Linked DNA regions of Zea mays: region 2 is linked to region 1. The links are chromatin contacts, called in public Hi-C maps. All regions are on one chromosome and are shown on one strand. The core of a region is the stretch at or near the end of the contact, and the rest is flanking DNA. Distances in the headings are between cores, read along the strand shown. Region 1 holds the start of LOC100280436. Region 2 holds the start of LOC100281574 (pepsin A).

The links. A called contact is a pair of places that touch in the nucleus more often than the background predicts.
Region 2: a Hi-C map of leaf mesophyll shows a contact between it and region 1, with 2.0 times the contacts expected there. The contact joins the promoter of LOC100281574 here to the promoter of LOC100280436 in region 1. A contact is called at or near these places in 8 of 25 Hi-C or Micro-C datasets (bundle sheath, ear, endosperm and 2 more).

What each region holds. Positions count from the first base shown.
Region 1 is chr8:80,578,637-80,582,272 of Zm-B73-REFERENCE-NAM-5.0, reverse strand. LOC100280436 reads left to right here and starts at 1,570. Exons shown (of 1, transcript NM_001153357.2): 1 at 1,570-2,713. The coding sequence starts at 1,690. The coding sequence ends at 2,427.
Region 2 is chr8:80,734,373-80,738,227 of Zm-B73-REFERENCE-NAM-5.0, reverse strand. It overlaps LOC100281574 (pepsin A), which reads right to left and starts at 2,223. Exons shown (of 1, transcript NM_001154493.2): 1 at 321-2,223. The coding sequence starts at 2,145. The coding sequence ends at 529.

The sequences.
Region 1 (3,636 bases), core at 321-2,820:
TTCGCCACTCCGCTCATTTGTGCTTTTAGTTTTCAGACGCGCTCGGATCTGTCCTTGGAAAACATTTGCGTCCTTATTTGAGATGCTGGTAAATCAGTCACCGACTAGGAGCTAGGTTATGTAGTTTTCCCCCTTTTCGCTTCAAACCCTTTTAAATTTCCACTTCTACTTGCAATACAGGCTAATAATAATTGTAATAACAGTTCAAACTATTGCTATTTTTAGGGATGTCAGATCATATCGGTCTAGTTTGGGAACACAGGAGGACAACATATTTCCCATATTCAAGTGCAAGTATTGCAAGAAACATTGGGAAGGGGGCTACACGTTTTAAACAACACCTTGCATCACGTGCGGGGAATGTGCAAGGTTGTCGCAGTGTTGATTCCGCTGGACGTTGTCGATTACTTTTCGGTGGAAGATTGACAAGGGCCAAGATAAAAGGAAAGCAAGGATAACGGAGGAGGTATGGAGGGTGGCATTGGCAGGTTCGTCTCGTAGGAGGAAACAAATAGACAATCAAACCTCACACAAAAGGAAGCCTAGGATCATTGCCATAATAGTCTAACGATACGATGAGAACTATGAAGAGTTTGCGGTTTGCATTGTATGCATCGAGAGAGGAGGAGAACTTAGGAGATGTGCTCGTGCGAGTGGTGGCATGTATGAGGCGAGTGATGGCTCCTCCCAAGAGGGTGTACGTGCCATGCATGTTTGAAAGAACACCTCCTAGGAAGGAGAAGCCACAAACGGTGCAGACAAGGATATGATTGATACGAGCCCATTTTCGAAGGCAGGAAAGAATGTGGTCAATTTTGTTGCTAAGCAATGGACAAGCCGTTTCAATTCAAGAACTGGTTTGATTTTGAATTTGGCCGGTTTCTACCGATTTATTGCGATTAATCGGTCCCGGCGTGGTTTTTGCTAAGCAACTGGTTTTGTGAACCTTGATCCCTATATCTTGTTGAAATTGCACTACGTAAACAGTACCAAACTGACGTTGAAGGAGATGAAATGTTGATCATTAAACCTGATGAAACATAGATGCTACAATCGAACATTGACGATTTGTTTTATTTTAGATATAAAAATACGAGGTGTTATTTGGAAGGCAGGGAATCAATTCCCACAATCCAAAGAAGGCCGCGCCTAAAATTTTCAATCATCCTTGGGCTGCAAATTTGAATGATTTGTTACGTTGACGTGGTCAGTGAAAGCAGAATATATATATAGGCGAAAATTTGAACACACAAACAGTCAACTTGTGACGCCATTCGATTCATTCTACACACTGCTTGCACTAGCTAGCTAGCTAGCTATCCATGAACTAGTTCTCCCTTGGCTTGTCCTTAGCTAATAATGCTTGGATATATAGGCGAAAATAGCCAGCAGGCCGGCCTCAACCTCAATCAGTATGGCCAAAAAAAGGGCGGTGGTGCTCCTGGTTTGTCTGCATCCATGGCACTGCCATGGCCATCCATCTTTTGGAGAGCACAGAGCCAAGAATGGAAGCACACGCATGCTTAAAAGGGTCAGGCCGGGAGCCCTCACAGTACTCCTCCCCGCCGGCCGCCCGCGGTCACCCTCGCGCTCTCCCGTCACGCCGGATCGGACGGACCCCGGCCCCCTCCTTCCCAACTCCAACGTTGGCAAGAGAGGAGGGCGTTCCTAACCACCATAACCTGCAGCATGGCCCGCCTGCCCACCAGCAGCGGCATGGCAGCACTGCTCCTCCTCGTCGCCTTCGTCGTCCTCCCCTCCGCCGCCCTGTCCTCCTCGTCCTCGCTTCTGCACTCACCTCCTGAGAGTGATGAGACAAGCGGCGGCAGCGAGCAGCAAGCCCCGCCGGAAGACGAGAACAAGGAGAAAGAGCGGCAGCTGGCCAAGGAGAAGGCGTACGCGGCGGAGAAGGTCGTCCAGCAGGAGATGCTCAAGTACGCCAAGGAGAAGGGTCTGGTGTCCCCGACCAACGGCACGGGGTGGTACAGGGGCATCGCCCGGGAGTTCGTGGACGCCCACAACGAGCTCCGCGCGCGCTACGGCGTGCCGCCCATGAAGTGGGACAACCAGCTGGCGCGGCAGGCGCGGCGCTGGTCCAACGCCATGCGCAAGGACTGCCAGATCCTCCACAGCGGCCACGAGTACGGCGAGAGCGTGTTCAGGAGCTACGACGACTGGAACGCCACCGCCAGGGAGGCCGTCTTCTGGTGGGGCAAGGAGGAGGCCATCTACGACAAGGACAAGGAGAAGTGCAAGTACGGCAAGGTCTTCAAGGAGTGCGGCCACTTCGCGCTCATGGTCGGCAAGAGGAGCACCAAGGTCGGCTGCGCACGAGCCGAGTGCTTCAAGGGCGGCGTCTTCATCACCTGCAACTACTATGCAACGGACCTGGACAAGAACAAGAACAAAACACCAAACGATAACTGACTCTATCCACCCATCTGTTCGTTCCTATGTACGTACGTACGTAGTAGCGCTGACTTATTTACTGAGTGATGATTGGATTGTTAATTAACTACTACTGAAGCAATTGCCTGATTCCGAGGTTGGAGATGATGACGATGAAGACGACGACTACTACGTACGAGAGGATCCTCCTCCCTCTTCTTCTTTTTTGTTTTTTAATTTTGTTCTTCCAATTTTGAGCCCAATCAGTCAAGCAGATTGTATCTATATCTATATATATACACACGATCGAGTACAGCAGACAGCCAATTGATCAGTTCATTTCAGTTGGATGATTGGATTTTTATCGCTGCTATATATTCATCAGCAGCCTACATAACAGAACAGAACAGAACAGAACAGAACAGAACAGAGAGGCATCTAAAAACAAATCATCACAGCTAAAAAATCCAGTTTTATAGCTGAGAGAGAAAAGGTGTGATTTTTGTGATAATCGAAGGAGCTAAAATAAACATTCTTGGGCTGGAACTGGGCCCAGCGCTACATGATGGCCTGGGCTCACTAATACCTTTGGTGGGCCGCAGTCAGATGGCACTGCTAACAGTGGCTGACTTGGACGACGCACAAAGCAAGAACAAAACTGGACTGGACGGAGAGCATCATCCATCATGGGCAGGCACGCCGCCGCCGCCTCCGCATCTGTTTGTCGGCCACGCTGCACGCCGTCGCCGTGTCGGACGGGACGGGAGCATCAGGCGGCGCAGAGCAGTTTCCTCTTTCCCCTTCTTCTTCAACTCTCCTCTTCCTCCTCACGCACCTGCTTCATCAACTACATACATATATATACAGGCAGCATTACCATGGATCCTCCATGGCTGCTCTTGATTATGTCCTCAGGACTCAGGTGACGTATCTGGTTAGTTGCTCATTCCTACAGGCAGGCTACCAATAATATGTAGCTTTGTGCTGTTTCTGCATTATTAGTTGTACAGAAACTAACTAGTGACAAGCAGTCACAATAATATCTATCATCATTTTCTTGGCTAGCTACCTGTTTACTACAAATACTACTACTACTACAGTAGTATGTTGTTTGCAATGTGTCCTTGTGCATGGTCTCTACTACTGACGTCCTCTTCTTCTCTCCTACTCCTTGTATCTATGTATACAGGTAATACCCTAGCTAGCATGGGCCGAGATCAAGCTGCATCGCATCTGATCGGGCAGGGG
Region 2 (3,855 bases), core at 974-3,473, 160 kb before region 1:
AGATATACTGAGGTTTGCAAGTTTATGCTGTTGTATTGAATTGTAATACTATGTATGTGCAGAATTTAATTTGTCTACAAATGTATTCTGCTTGGGGAATGCAAGGGTGATGCCACAACATGTATGGAACTACCTCCAGCGGTTCAAGACCTGTTTGGAAGCATCTAATTTTTAAGAAACTGGTTTATAGAAATTAAGGTAGTTCCAAACATATCAGTTTATTATAGAAATTAGATTCTCGGTTTCTTAAAAAACCAATAAACTGACCCCTCCTAGCTAAAAGATCTAAAAGATAAACTGGGTTGTTTCCAAACAGTGTCTTAAACATGTAACCCCCGCTTCTCTCTCATTATGAATGTAATCCTCTTACAGAGTGGGTATATACTCCAAGATAATCAGCAAATGAAGAAGTGAAATAAACATAACACAGGCAAGGCAGCTGAGCTACCTGCTTCTTTTGTTACATACAGCGAAGTGCATGCATGGTCTGGTCCTTTAATTTTGTAGAGATAGAGAAGAGAGAACGAATTAATTGACGCGATGCACGACAGTAGAGGAGGAATTGCCATTATTATTATTATAGACCTCTCCGCCTTTGCTGTTGTGGAGATGATGGGTGTTGCACTTGTCCTTCCTGAACCTCATCTTCCCCTTTCCGTGGTCGATCTCCCAGATGTACTCCTGCATGAGCACGTTGCCCAAGATCCCGGGCCCTCCCCGCGGCAGCTTCCTAAAGGCCAGGCACGCCACCCCGGGCACTACCTCCGGCATCACCACGCTCTTGGCTTCCGGCTCTAGCCTCGCGCCACCGGCCATCTCCACCGTCAACCTGGGCACCGTCACGTTGTGCGCCAGGTCCACGCCGTCGCCGGCGAAGGTCCACCTGTAGCAGTACTCGAAGCCGTCCAGCTCGTACACCCGCGGCAGGTGGGACAGGTGCCTGTCCAATGCGCTCGTCACCGCCGCGTACGCCTCCGGCACCAGCGACGTCACCGACGTGCTCGTGTCCAGGATGACGCCGCCGCCGACCACCTTCTCGGCATCCCAGATCTCCTGCGGGATGTCCAGGCGCTCCCCGCCCACGAAGATGCCCGTCACCAAGGGCCCGTACGCCGGCTTCACGTCCACGTTGTACACGATGTCCGTCTCCATGGTGCCCGGCCCCATCACCGCCGGGTTGGGACCGAAGGTGAGGTAGCTCGAGGCGTCGCGGGAGCTATTGGCGCTGAGGAGGCAGAAGGAGAAGCGCTGGCCGAAGCGCTTGGCGGCGTGGACGGCGAAGGACATCTCGCCGTTCCCCAGCGAGAGCACGCCGTCGTGGGCGTCCACGCTGCCGCCGGCCTCCAGGACGGAGCAGCCCAGGATGAGGCCAGGGAGCTTGGCCATCCGCCCGTCCGACACCGTCACCGTCGCCTTCTCCTTGCCGTAGATGCCCATCGTCAACGTGCCGTCCTGCATCTGCTGGTAGTAGCTGCACGACTCCGCCTTGCTGGGGCTCTGGCACGTGTTGTAGGGCAGCAGCGCGCACTCCTTCTGCGAGCACCGGATCCTGCGCCACGACGACGACTTGGCCGGCCGGTACCAGTTCTTCCTCCTCGCCTCCTTGGCCGCCGCGCCATCGTCCCCGGCGCCCACCGACATGGTCCGCCCGTAGTGCTTGCCCTTGCGGCGCCGCAGCCGGCAGTTGATCCACGTCAGGTCGTTGGCGGTGTCCAGCACCAGGTTGTACGGCAGCGCCGGCGTGCCGAAGCGCACCGACACCAGGTACATGCCCACGTGCGCGATGTTGAGCGCGCTCCGCATGGGTAGCTCGAACATGGACGTGGCGGACATCACCTCCGGCAGCTTGGACGACTCCTTGGCCTGCCGCCTCCTGCTGCTGCCGCTGCCAGTGCCACTGCCGTTCCCCATCATCTTGATCATCTGCTGGTGCCGGAACAGGTCCTTGGCCTCCATGGCGCGGAAATAGTTGCGACGCTCATCGGCGTCCTCGGGCGGAGCAGCCGGCGGGGAGACACTGAAATGCATGCAGCTGCCGCCCTCCATCTCGATCTCGGCCAAGGCAACCAGCTGCAGGCAGAGGAGGCCATGGAGGAGGACGGAGGCCACAGAGCGTCCCGGCGGCATGATCGATCCAGGTGCCATATTGCTGCTTCGTTGATAGGCTATCTCTTCATTCTCCGGCTTCGAGACAGGCGTATGGGGCTATGTGAGGTCGCCATTGTTTTGGCCCTCCTTCCTTGCTTAGTTTGTGGTCAGCAGCGCTTGTCGACCTGTTGGCGGCTGCTGCTGCTGCTGCATCTCTCTCTATCATCCTATTATAAGCGGGTCTGTTCGCTCTGAATGCTCCTCGACCAGCCTTGTATCCTCGTTTTCCCTGAAAAAATGGTATGTTGCTTCGTTTACATGCACCGGATAGCATTCTGTGTGGGAGTTGTGCTTCGTTTACATGCATGTACTCTTCTTTCCTAGTTAACAGGAAATATGGACCAAATATGAAACATTTTTGGAAAGCCAAACTCCCACCCTAAAATTAAAATCTTCTTGTGGCTGACGGAAAACAATGCAATTCTTTCTAAAGAAAATCTCCTTCAGGCCTTGTTCGTTTACATCGGATTATACCCGGAATCGTTCCGGCTAATCAAAGTTTATACAAATTAGAGAAGCAATCCAGCTCGGAATCGTTCCGACCCACCAATCCGACACAAACGAACAAGCCCTCAAAGAAAATGGAGTGGGGATCCAACTTGTTGTTTCTGTCCCCTCCCTGAAACTGTTAATCACCTGTTTTTCTCTTGTCCCATTGCCAAAGTGGTTTGGGGACACATTGCTAATTGCCTAAATTCTAGGCACATCCCTGCTCACTTGTACCAATGCAAAATATGGCTCCAAAGAGAATATGCGATGGGCATCCGTGCGATCATGCATCAAATATATCTAAGGCCCCGTTTGTTTCCTTTCATTTCGAGGAATTGGAATCTTACTAATGGAATAGGCTAATTTTTTAGAATATGACATTCCACCACTTTCCAAAGTTATCATATAAGCCTATCACAAATTCATGCGGTGAGAGATGGAAATTGATTCTATAGATTTACATGCTAATTTTCCGATGTACAACTTATAGCACACTCTTCTACCTGCACCTCTATAACATAAATATACTATATAACCAACTCTCTCATGTGATTTAGGATAATATACAAATATATTATATATATAAATATATAAACTTAATTAGTTTTGTCTAAATTATAATTATTAAAATGGAATTCAATTCCAACGAAACAAACGGGCCCTAAGAGAATTTGCTATAGGCATCAATAAAACTAATGTAATATTTAAACCCAGAAACAGATTTAGGGGCAAGATCCTACACATCAGAAAAAATTAATTCTAATGGTGAAGTGGATTGATGAAGAGAGACGGTATATGGTAGCTGATGACTTTTAGCTAATTGGCAAGCATCACAAACGGACGCAGGGTTCACTAGTACATCGAATATTATTAAGACGTAAAATGGATTGAACTACTTGTGAAGAGGGATGGCCGAGACGGGCATGCTACTGGGTCTTGCTTGCAGACCTGCTGAGAAGAGCATGTTTGAGTGTAGTAGCTGCAGACGATCGGATTGGGTAGAGACCAGACTCACATTGGCCGGTCAGCAGGCTGCGTCCCGATTGTCGGTCCTTTATAGAGAAATGCCATGGATGATATTTAAAGAAAACATAATTATTTTTAGAAGATTTACGAACTGAAAGGAGATTTTTAGAAATTTCAGGAACATGTAAAATATGGCGCAAAGCAAGAGGACGAGCAGCAGTAGTAATTGAAGACTGACCGGTATGTAAGATG